Regions from separate parts of the Sus scrofa genome. Here regions 1 and 3 are each linked to region 2. A link is a contact called in public Hi-C and HiChIP or PLAC-seq data. All regions are on one chromosome and are shown on one strand. The core of a region is the stretch at or near the end of the contact, and the rest is flanking DNA. Distances in the headings are between cores, read along the strand shown. Region 1 holds the start of TM4SF19 (transmembrane 4 L6 family member 19). Region 2 holds the start of TNK2 (activated CDC42 kinase 1). Region 3 holds the start of FYTTD1 (UAP56-interacting factor).

Evidence for each region. A called contact is a pair of places that touch in the nucleus more often than the background predicts. HiChIP or PLAC-seq counts read pairs in DNA pulled down with a chosen protein or histone mark.
Region 1: an H3K27ac HiChIP or PLAC-seq map of alveolar macrophages shows a contact between it and region 2. The contact joins the promoter of TM4SF19 here to the promoter of TNK2 in region 2. A contact is called at or near these places in 1 of 5 promoter capture datasets (fetal liver), 1 of 47 Hi-C or Micro-C datasets (skeletal muscle) and 1 of 2 datasets of contacts at active chromatin or transcription factors (alveolar macrophages).
Region 3: a Hi-C map of liver shows a contact between it and region 2, with 2.5 times the contacts expected there. The contact joins the promoter of FYTTD1 here to the promoter of TNK2 in region 2. A contact is called at or near these places in 2 of 5 promoter capture datasets (fetal skeletal muscle and liver), 4 of 47 Hi-C or Micro-C datasets (brain, embryonic fibroblasts, liver and 1 more) and 2 of 2 datasets of contacts at active chromatin or transcription factors (alveolar macrophages and skeletal muscle).

The regions. Positions count from the first base shown.
Region 1 is chr13:133,757,752-133,760,451 of Sscrofa11.1, reverse strand. TM4SF19 (transmembrane 4 L6 family member 19) reads right to left here and starts at 1,307. Exons shown (of 6, transcript XM_013991129.2): 1 at 665-1,307. The coding sequence starts at 849.
Region 2 is chr13:134,080,870-134,083,569 of Sscrofa11.1, reverse strand. It overlaps TNK2 (activated CDC42 kinase 1), which reads right to left and starts at 1,304. Exons shown (of 13, transcript XM_021070192.1): 1 at 829-1,304. It also overlaps the pseudogene LOC106505774.
Region 3 is chr13:134,362,248-134,364,964 of Sscrofa11.1, reverse strand. It overlaps FYTTD1 (UAP56-interacting factor), which reads right to left and starts at 1,319. Exons shown (of 9, transcript XM_003358772.4): 1 at 1,081-1,319. The coding sequence starts at 1,183. It also overlaps a transcript of RUBCN not described here.

The DNA.
Region 1 (2,700 bases), core at 58-2,557, 320 kb after region 2:
GACCCACTGAGCAAGGCCAGGGATCAAACCCGAGTCCCCATGCATACTAGTCGGGGTTTGCTTCCATTGCACCACAATGGGAACTCCCAGGCAACAGTTTAAGTGATCAGCTAAGTCATATGGAGGAAGAGACTGCAAATTCTGTATGTCTCTCCACCTCATCACCAAGCCAGCATTTTATCATTCTTTCATCAGTCAAATAAATATTAAGGGACCACTATCTGCCAGGCACTATTCACTCTGGTGAATCAGGGACAATCTCTTGCCTTGAGGAACTTAAAATCTGGAGGGGACACTAACCACGCCCCTAGCAAGTGCCCAGAAGAACTGTATCCAACTGAAGGTGTGATGGAAGCACCCAGAGAGTTGCCTAGTCTTGTCGGCAGAAGCAAGGCAGAGCCTCTTGGAAGAAGGGCTGTCTGAGCTAAAACTTGACGACAAGACAATAGACGGGCAAAGAGAGGAAGAGAAAAGTATTCTAAGCATGCGTTAAGGCCGAACGTTGACAGTCTGAGGCAAAGAGACATTGCATGAATTGCCTGAAGTCACACAGCTGCTCAGTGGCTGAGCCAGGTCACCTTTGAGTGGGACGTTTGTGCTCTTAACTGCTAGGCTCCACTATTCCCTGGCCATCCCCTCACTGGGCAGTTCCATTTTTGCTTACCTGCATCCAGCAGCAAGAAGCAGGATGGGAGAGAAAGAACCTGGGAGGAGTGGGCCTGCACACCTGTGGCCCCAGCTGGGGTTCCTGCAGAGCTGGACTGGAGGCTGCTCTTTCAGGACTCCTAGGGAGGGCCAGGGAGACGCTGTATATATGTGGAGGTCACCCAGGCGGGTGTGTGTGGGCATGCTTGCCCAACACCACTCACTGCCCACAGGCCTCCATCAAAGGAGCTTTCTTCTTCCTGGAGAGCCCTCTCCTGATGACCCACTCTCTGCTCATTTTCATGTGATCTTCTAAGGAAGGAACCAGGAGGCATGGTCTCGTGAACTAAGATGCCTTAATGAATCAGAGGATGCACCCATGAGAAATACTTTATCCTCCCTTCTTTCCCAAGCCACAACATTTTTTTCCCACATACCAGCTGCCCGTATCTGTTTCACTCACGGTAGAATCTGGGCTCTTTGGAAAAACAGCACTGGGCAGAGCAGCCATCATTTTTTTCCTTATTATCTTCCTTACTTTGCTCTTAGCTGTGGTTCCCTTACTAGTCTTCTAACCTTTTTATTCAAGCTCCAGGCCACCACCATCTCATACCACAGCCACACCAGATTGTTGAGCATTTTTGGGTGCTCCGCATGGGTGATCTGTGACCCCCCACTTTTGACAAGCTCCTATTGAATATCCGGTTCAGGAGTTCCTGTTGTGGCTCAGTGGTTAACAAATCCGACTAGGAACCGTGAGGTTGCGGGTTCGATCCCTGGCCTTGCTCAGTGGGTTAAGGATCTGGTGTTGCCGTGAGCTGTGGTGTAGGTTGTAGACGCGGCTCGGATCCCGCGTTGCTGTGGCTCTGGCATAGGCCTGCAGCTACAGCTCCGATTAGACCCCTAGCCTGGGAACCTCCATAAGCCTAGGGAGCATCCCTAGAAAAGGCAAAAGAGTCAAAAAAAAAAAAGAAAGAAAGAAAGAAAGAAAGAAAGAAAGAAAGCAATACTGAGAAAACCTTTGATGAATATATATAATTAGTTATTATATTCTTTTAAATTGCATATGAGCTGCTTTCTCTGTATGAAGTTTCCATGTTTGCAGAGGTATATGTGCCTGACACAAAATCTGGTAAACAACTTTTGAAAAGTTCATTAAATAGGATCCAGTTTTCATTTTCATGGTAAAAAGAAATCATTTAGAACCCAAACAAATTCTTGTGTCTCCCCAGAGAACTGAATTTTTGTAGAAGATACTAGGCTGAGGATTCACAAAGCTATATAATAAGAAGAAACATTTATTAACCTTATAAATCACATTTACAAGTTATCTCCTTAGATCTTTAAAACATAATTACAGGAGTTCCCGTCGTGGCGCAGTGGTTAATGAATCCGACTAGGAACCATGAGGTTGCGGGTTCGATCCCTGCCCTTGCTCAGTGGGTTAACGATCCGGCGTTGCCGTGAGCTGTGGTGTAGGTTGCAGACGAGGCTCGGATCCTGCGTTGCTGTGGCTCTGGCGTAGGCCGGTGGCTACAGCTCCGATTAGACCCCTAGCCTGGGAACCTCCATATGCCGCGGGAGCGGCCCAAGAAATAGCAACAACAACAACAAAAAAGACAAAAGACAAAAAAAAAAAAACATAATTACAGCAAATAAAATAAATATTAGGTTAGCTTCAACCTAAATGTTCATCAACAGATGAATGGATAAAGAAAGATATGGTACATATTATGTGACATATATTATACCATTATGTGGTACAGTGGAGTATTACTCAGCCATGAAAAAGAATGAAATAATACCATTTGCAGCAACATGGATGGACCTAGAGATTATCATACTAAGTAAGCCACACAGAGAAAGACAAGTATCATGAGATCACTAATATATGGAATCTTAAAAAAATGATACAAATGAACTTATTTACAAAACAGACTCTCAGATTTAGGGAACAGATTTATGGTTACCAAAGGGGAAAGAGGAGGGGAGGGATGGATTGGGTATCTGGGGTTGGCACGTGCACACTTTTGTATATGGAATGAAGAATCTGAT
Region 2 (2,700 bases), core at 55-2,554:
GGTCAAGAGGAAGCCAAATTTAGCCCCCACTCCTGTAAGCCCCACCTCTAAGCTGGGCTGGGAGCTGGCCCTGGCTGGTAAGGAACCCATAATGCCACAGCTGTCCATGTGGCCACCTCTACGGGGGTGGGCTGGGTCTGAGCCACAGAGGATGCCCAGAGTTGAGCACTGCAGATACCCTTTCCTCTCCCACACTTTCAGGTTGTGGTCCTCACCACCAGCAGCTCTTCGCCCTTTGGCCCACTATTCATCCTTGGCTCTGGGCCCTCAGTATTAATCAAATGTGACAAGAGGTGTGGCGGGAGCAGGTCAGGCTCGTGCCCAAGTCACTGGCTGCCACACTCATATCTCAGCTCACGTGGCCGACAGGGTTACAAGATAAGGTCCTCATAATGCAATGCTGCCCCTTCCCTTTTTTGGAACGTGTTTTGAGGACCTGAGGCAGCCTGTGCTGATTGCACCACCCCAGCTATGGCATGGAGGCACCCCTACCTCCACTGGTAGACTGGTGAAGGGGTGACTACCTCCTCTACAGCCTCAGCCTGGGGCTACTCCTCTCTTCCTCTGCCCAGGCCTGGCAGCCACCCAGACAGTCTCGCCACCAGTCTAGACTCTAAGGAAATGTCCCATCACTCCAGTTGGCATATACAGTACTGGGGGGAGGGGTCCTGCCTTGCTGTTGAAAACTGCACTGCTTCCTTCCTTGCCAGGTTTAAACACCGAGAAATAAAAAAAGGCAGTTTGGAGACCACGTTCTCCTGAGATAACTGCAGCCCCCTCCTTCCAAACACAATAATTCCAGCTGAGAAGAGAACTGGGCTTCCTTACCTGCTGCCTTCCACTGGCTCTCTTCAGACACAGCTTCTATGATGACCCGGCTGAGGCAGAAAAGGACCCAGCAGGACACTGCCTGCTATCCGACAGTGGCTTCCAAAGCTCCGAGGTTCTGCTGCCCACTCCCCAAACCCCTACATTCTTCGCTCACTTCGGCCCTGCCCGACCCTGGTGCTGAGCAGCCAGCCTCTGGGTTACCACCTCTCCTCCTCCTGCGCCTCCGGATTCTGTGTCCCTCAGGGGGCTCTTCTCCCTCCTGAGACCCCTTTCCGTCCAAGTATGTTTCCTGGACAGCCCGCACCACCTGCCCCTCCTGCACCCCAGGCAGCCAATTTGCTTCCTGCACCCCGAGGCGTCCCTCTCCCTCAGGCCCCCGGGGCCCCACTGGCCGGGCCCTCCCCACCACCTCCAGTCTCCTGCGTCGTGCCGGGGCTGCTCCGAGGACCACTGCCTCCCGTCTGAGATGCCCGCAGCTCTCCCAGTTCTGCTCCCCCAGCTCTCCGGAACTTTCAAGCTCCTCTCTGCGCTCCCAGGAGCGGTCCCCGAACTCGGACAGCTGCTCGGGCTGCTGCAGCAGCCTGCGTGGGCTCCCCTCCCCCCGTTCCTGCACCCCGGTGCGGGCCTCCCCCCGCTCCTGCACTGCGGGGCTGCCTCCCCCCTTCTCCTGGTGTTGCTTGCGGGGCCCCAGCCCCTCCTCCTGCACCACAGGCCAGCTCGCGGAGCCCGTCCACCGCGGAGGGTTCCTCCAGTCCGCGCCGTCCGGCGGCCCCCACACCACCCCAGGCTGGGCTCGTGGCCCCGGCCGCCCCGCTCCTGCACCCCCGGGCCCACCCCGCCCTCCTCCTGCACGACCGGACCCACGCCCCCCTGCTCCTCCACGCCGAGCTTCAGCCCGCGAAGCTGCTGCGGGCCCCAGCTAAGAACCCCGACCCGCTGCGGCTGTTGCTCCGGCAGCGCCGGGCTAAGCCCGCCGCGCTCCTCCTGCGCGCCCCGCCTGGGACCCCCCGCTGGCACTGCCCAGCGCACTCGCCTGCCCCCCAGAGGCCGCGCGGTCCCGCCCCTCCAGATGGTGCTGCCCTCCGCGCCCGCTTACAACGGCCCCCACCCGCCTCCTTCCGCCCCGTCCCCCGGGGAGGGGGCTGCGGGGCCGCGTTCTCTCCCGCTCAGCTCCCACGTCCCGGTCCCGGCCCCCAGCCCTAGCTTTTGGGCGTCAACGTCCGCCCGCCGGGCGCAGCGCCCTGCGCCGGCCCCCGCAGGTGCTGCGGCCCCGCGCGCCGGCCCGAGAGCCAGGAGCGCCCGCCCTCCTGCCGGAGTTCCTGGAGCCCGCCTGCGCCTGCGCCGCCCCAGGGGGGCGGAGCCCCGAAGGGTTGGCCCTCCCCCTTAAGGGGCCCTGTCCAGTTTACGCCTCCCTCTCCCCGGTCCCTAGTCCGCTCCCGCTCCCGCTTCATCCCTCCAGAGGTCCTGCTTGAACCTTCCTGTGGAGCAGAGGGAGAAGAGGTGAAGGGAGGAGTTCGCATTGAGAGATGTAGTCAACCAGGCCTATCGGAGGAGCACTGAAATAGGAGTCTCGAATTCTAAGTAGTTCAGCTACTGCTGAGTTGCCATTTGACAGTATAAAAAATTACTTCCCTCTGGCATCAGTTGCCTTGTTTTCCAAAATGAGAAGGCTGGATTGAAGAGTTTCCAGGGTCCCAATCCAGTGAGTGTTTTACTGCAGAGAACTCTAGTCCTAATCTCTCAGCAGCAGCCCAGAGGCTTATGAACCTGGGCTGGCCCTACTCTTTCCCTGGGGCCCAGGGAGAGGCCTATAACAGGCTTAGGCCTGGGGCACTTCCTGTTGGGTATACAGGTAGAAAGAGTCCCAGG
Region 3 (2,717 bases), core at 70-2,569, 280 kb before region 2:
ATTTACACATTGGGTTCTAACTTGTGGCAATCATAGAAACCAAGAGTTCTTGACTTTTGACCAAGAACTATGCAGAAAAACCACAAAAGAAAAGAAAAGAAAAATACCGCCCTTGGAAAAGCCGGGTACTTTTCAAATATCCGACAAACCGACAAACTGGAGGCCACAGAAAGGGCAGGCAAAGCTAATACATCAAATCCATAACCTAAATTCCGACAAAAACGGAATTACTTTAAAACCAAGTAAGCAAACACAGAAGACCGATGCCTCAATAGTGTTAGGTCTAAATTTTTAATTGAATCGCCAGTCTTCCTACTTTTCACCTAATCACCACCAAACCACCCCACTTTTCTAGATTCTACGCTTTATCTGGTTTCCCCAACCCTGGTTTTCGTTTCGTTCTGCGCTAACGTGCTAACTTGGAGGCCTGGCTGGGGAGAATGCGCTCTTCTAGGCACTACCTAATACCCCACCTGAAGGCCTTCCTAACGATCGTTCCTTTCCGTCAAAGCGCCCGTCAGAAACGGCCAAATCTCGGGGCGTCTTTACGCTTCTATTTGGCGCCAGGCCGTAGGCCCGGGCGCAGAAAACGCCCAACCAGCCCATCGCTGGAAGCACGGATTTAACCGAATCAGCCGGGCTCTCGAGGAGCTTTCCTCAGAAAGGATGGCTCCGTCGGACCCCTGCCTTCGCCCCCCCGCTAATGCCCACAGTGCACAAGCCTGAGGTGAAACCTGCCGGTTTCCCTCACAAAGAGCCGGGGTCACCCGCGAGTGGTAGCGCCCCGCCGGGGCGAAGAGGGTCCGCCCCCCTCGACGTTCCCAAGCTCCGGGCCCGAAGCGCCCCCGCCCCCTTCAGACACATCTCCGCCGAAGGGACACTCCACCCCCAGGCCCTCAGGCCCGACCCCAACACCAGCGAACGCTCGCCGGGTTCCCCATCAGCCCTTCCTTGGTTCCGCCCACCCGCAAGAAAACTCGATCTACAACTGCGGCCGACCGCCCCTTCCCCCACCAACCGCGGTACTTGGATCCACCCACACCTCCTCCCGCTCCAACAAGGTCCGACTCGGCTCCTCACCCAAAGACATATCAATTTTGTCGAGGTTTTCATTGCTGCGGGCTTTCGGCGGCGGTGGCGGGGTCGCCGCGGCCCCCATTAACCGGGTACCAAACCGGTTCATGGTTAGAGACGTCGCGTAGGAGCAGTCAGCGGAGAAGGCCAGAGGCTGAGGCCTGTCACCTCCCACTCACGCACGCACGCAGACTAGCTGCACCGAGGGAGTGCGCACGCGTGCCGCCGGCGTCCTCCCCTCCCACCAGCGGCCGAGGGCTGGGGGAGGAACCACAGAGATGAGTGGCGGGCGAGAGCGGCCCCTTCCACGCGACTCGCGCCTAGCGGCTCTTGCTGGAGGGGAGGAAACCTTGCAGCCGCTGCGGTGGCCACTAGCCAGCCAGCTGTTTCGGCAGTTCGCCGTGCTACCCAAATTATGTTGGACCCTGAGCGCCTCAGAATCACATGCCTTAAATGAGATCATGTTCCTCTGTGCCCTTCGAGTCCTTCCTGCTACAGAAATGCCCTCTAAGCTTTGGTACACACGAATGTTCACAACCCACTGCAATGCAGCCTCGGAGGCAAAACAGACCCTGCGAGTGTGGGTGGCAGAACTGCGTTCTAGCTCCCCTCTCCCTGGCCAGCTCTTCTACCTGCAGCTTGTGGAGTCGCCACGTCTGGACACAAAGCAAAGACTGCACTGATAATTCTTGCGTCACCACACTAATAAAAGTAAATGCTAACGTTTCCCATATCTGTACCACTTCTCAGCTGGCACTCTCAAAACATTTTGCATGGTACTGGCTATCTTAATAAGACCTCACCTTCCTTTGGGAGAGGGGTAAGTACTTCTGTTTATTTGGCTGCGTTTTTCTCTAATTCATTTGCGTTGAGAATTGATAGGAAGATTCTTTTTTTTCCCCCTAATCATCTCTTTAGGAAAATTTCTTAATATTTGATGAATTCCTGCATAACAACTTTTTCCTCCTATTGACAAAACGTGATATTCCCTCTCTTTTTACCTCCTTCTCCTCTAAAGTAACCCTGCTTGTGTGGACGTATTTTGGTTATATCATCCTCAGAGGAGCTTAAATATCTAAGACATTTGCATCTTGGGAAAAAATCAGGGTCAAGTATTCTGGTCATTTAGGAATCTCTGCAACCTTCCCCCTCTCCACTTCCTAAAATTTCTTTTTGCATAGAAATGAACCAGTGACCTAAAGTATCTCAAACCCACAATAGGCTGTACTTATTTTTCGCCCAAGACTCAAATACACCATAAGAGAAGCGTGAATCAGCTGAAGGGGCACCTTTGAAGGGGTACAAGACACTTAAATGGGAGAGGAATGTTTGGACTCAAAAAGACCCAAGAACAATATTCAGCATGTCAAGGAGAGTAGCGTGTATGCTCTTAGCACAATGTGCTTGATTTTACTACTATTCCACTCTGTAGTTGCCACCCCTCTCCCTACTGTTAAAAACTAGGGAACTGGATTGTATAGATGTACAAGAGAGACCTTGGTTTTATTAAGTGGTACCTTTTTACTCAATTGAGCTATTCACCTTGTGAACTTGGGAGAGTGTCTGGGCCTCCTACTCATCTTCAAAGCAAGTAGTTAAACTAAATATATGTTATACTTAATTATTTCTAAGATTCCTTACAG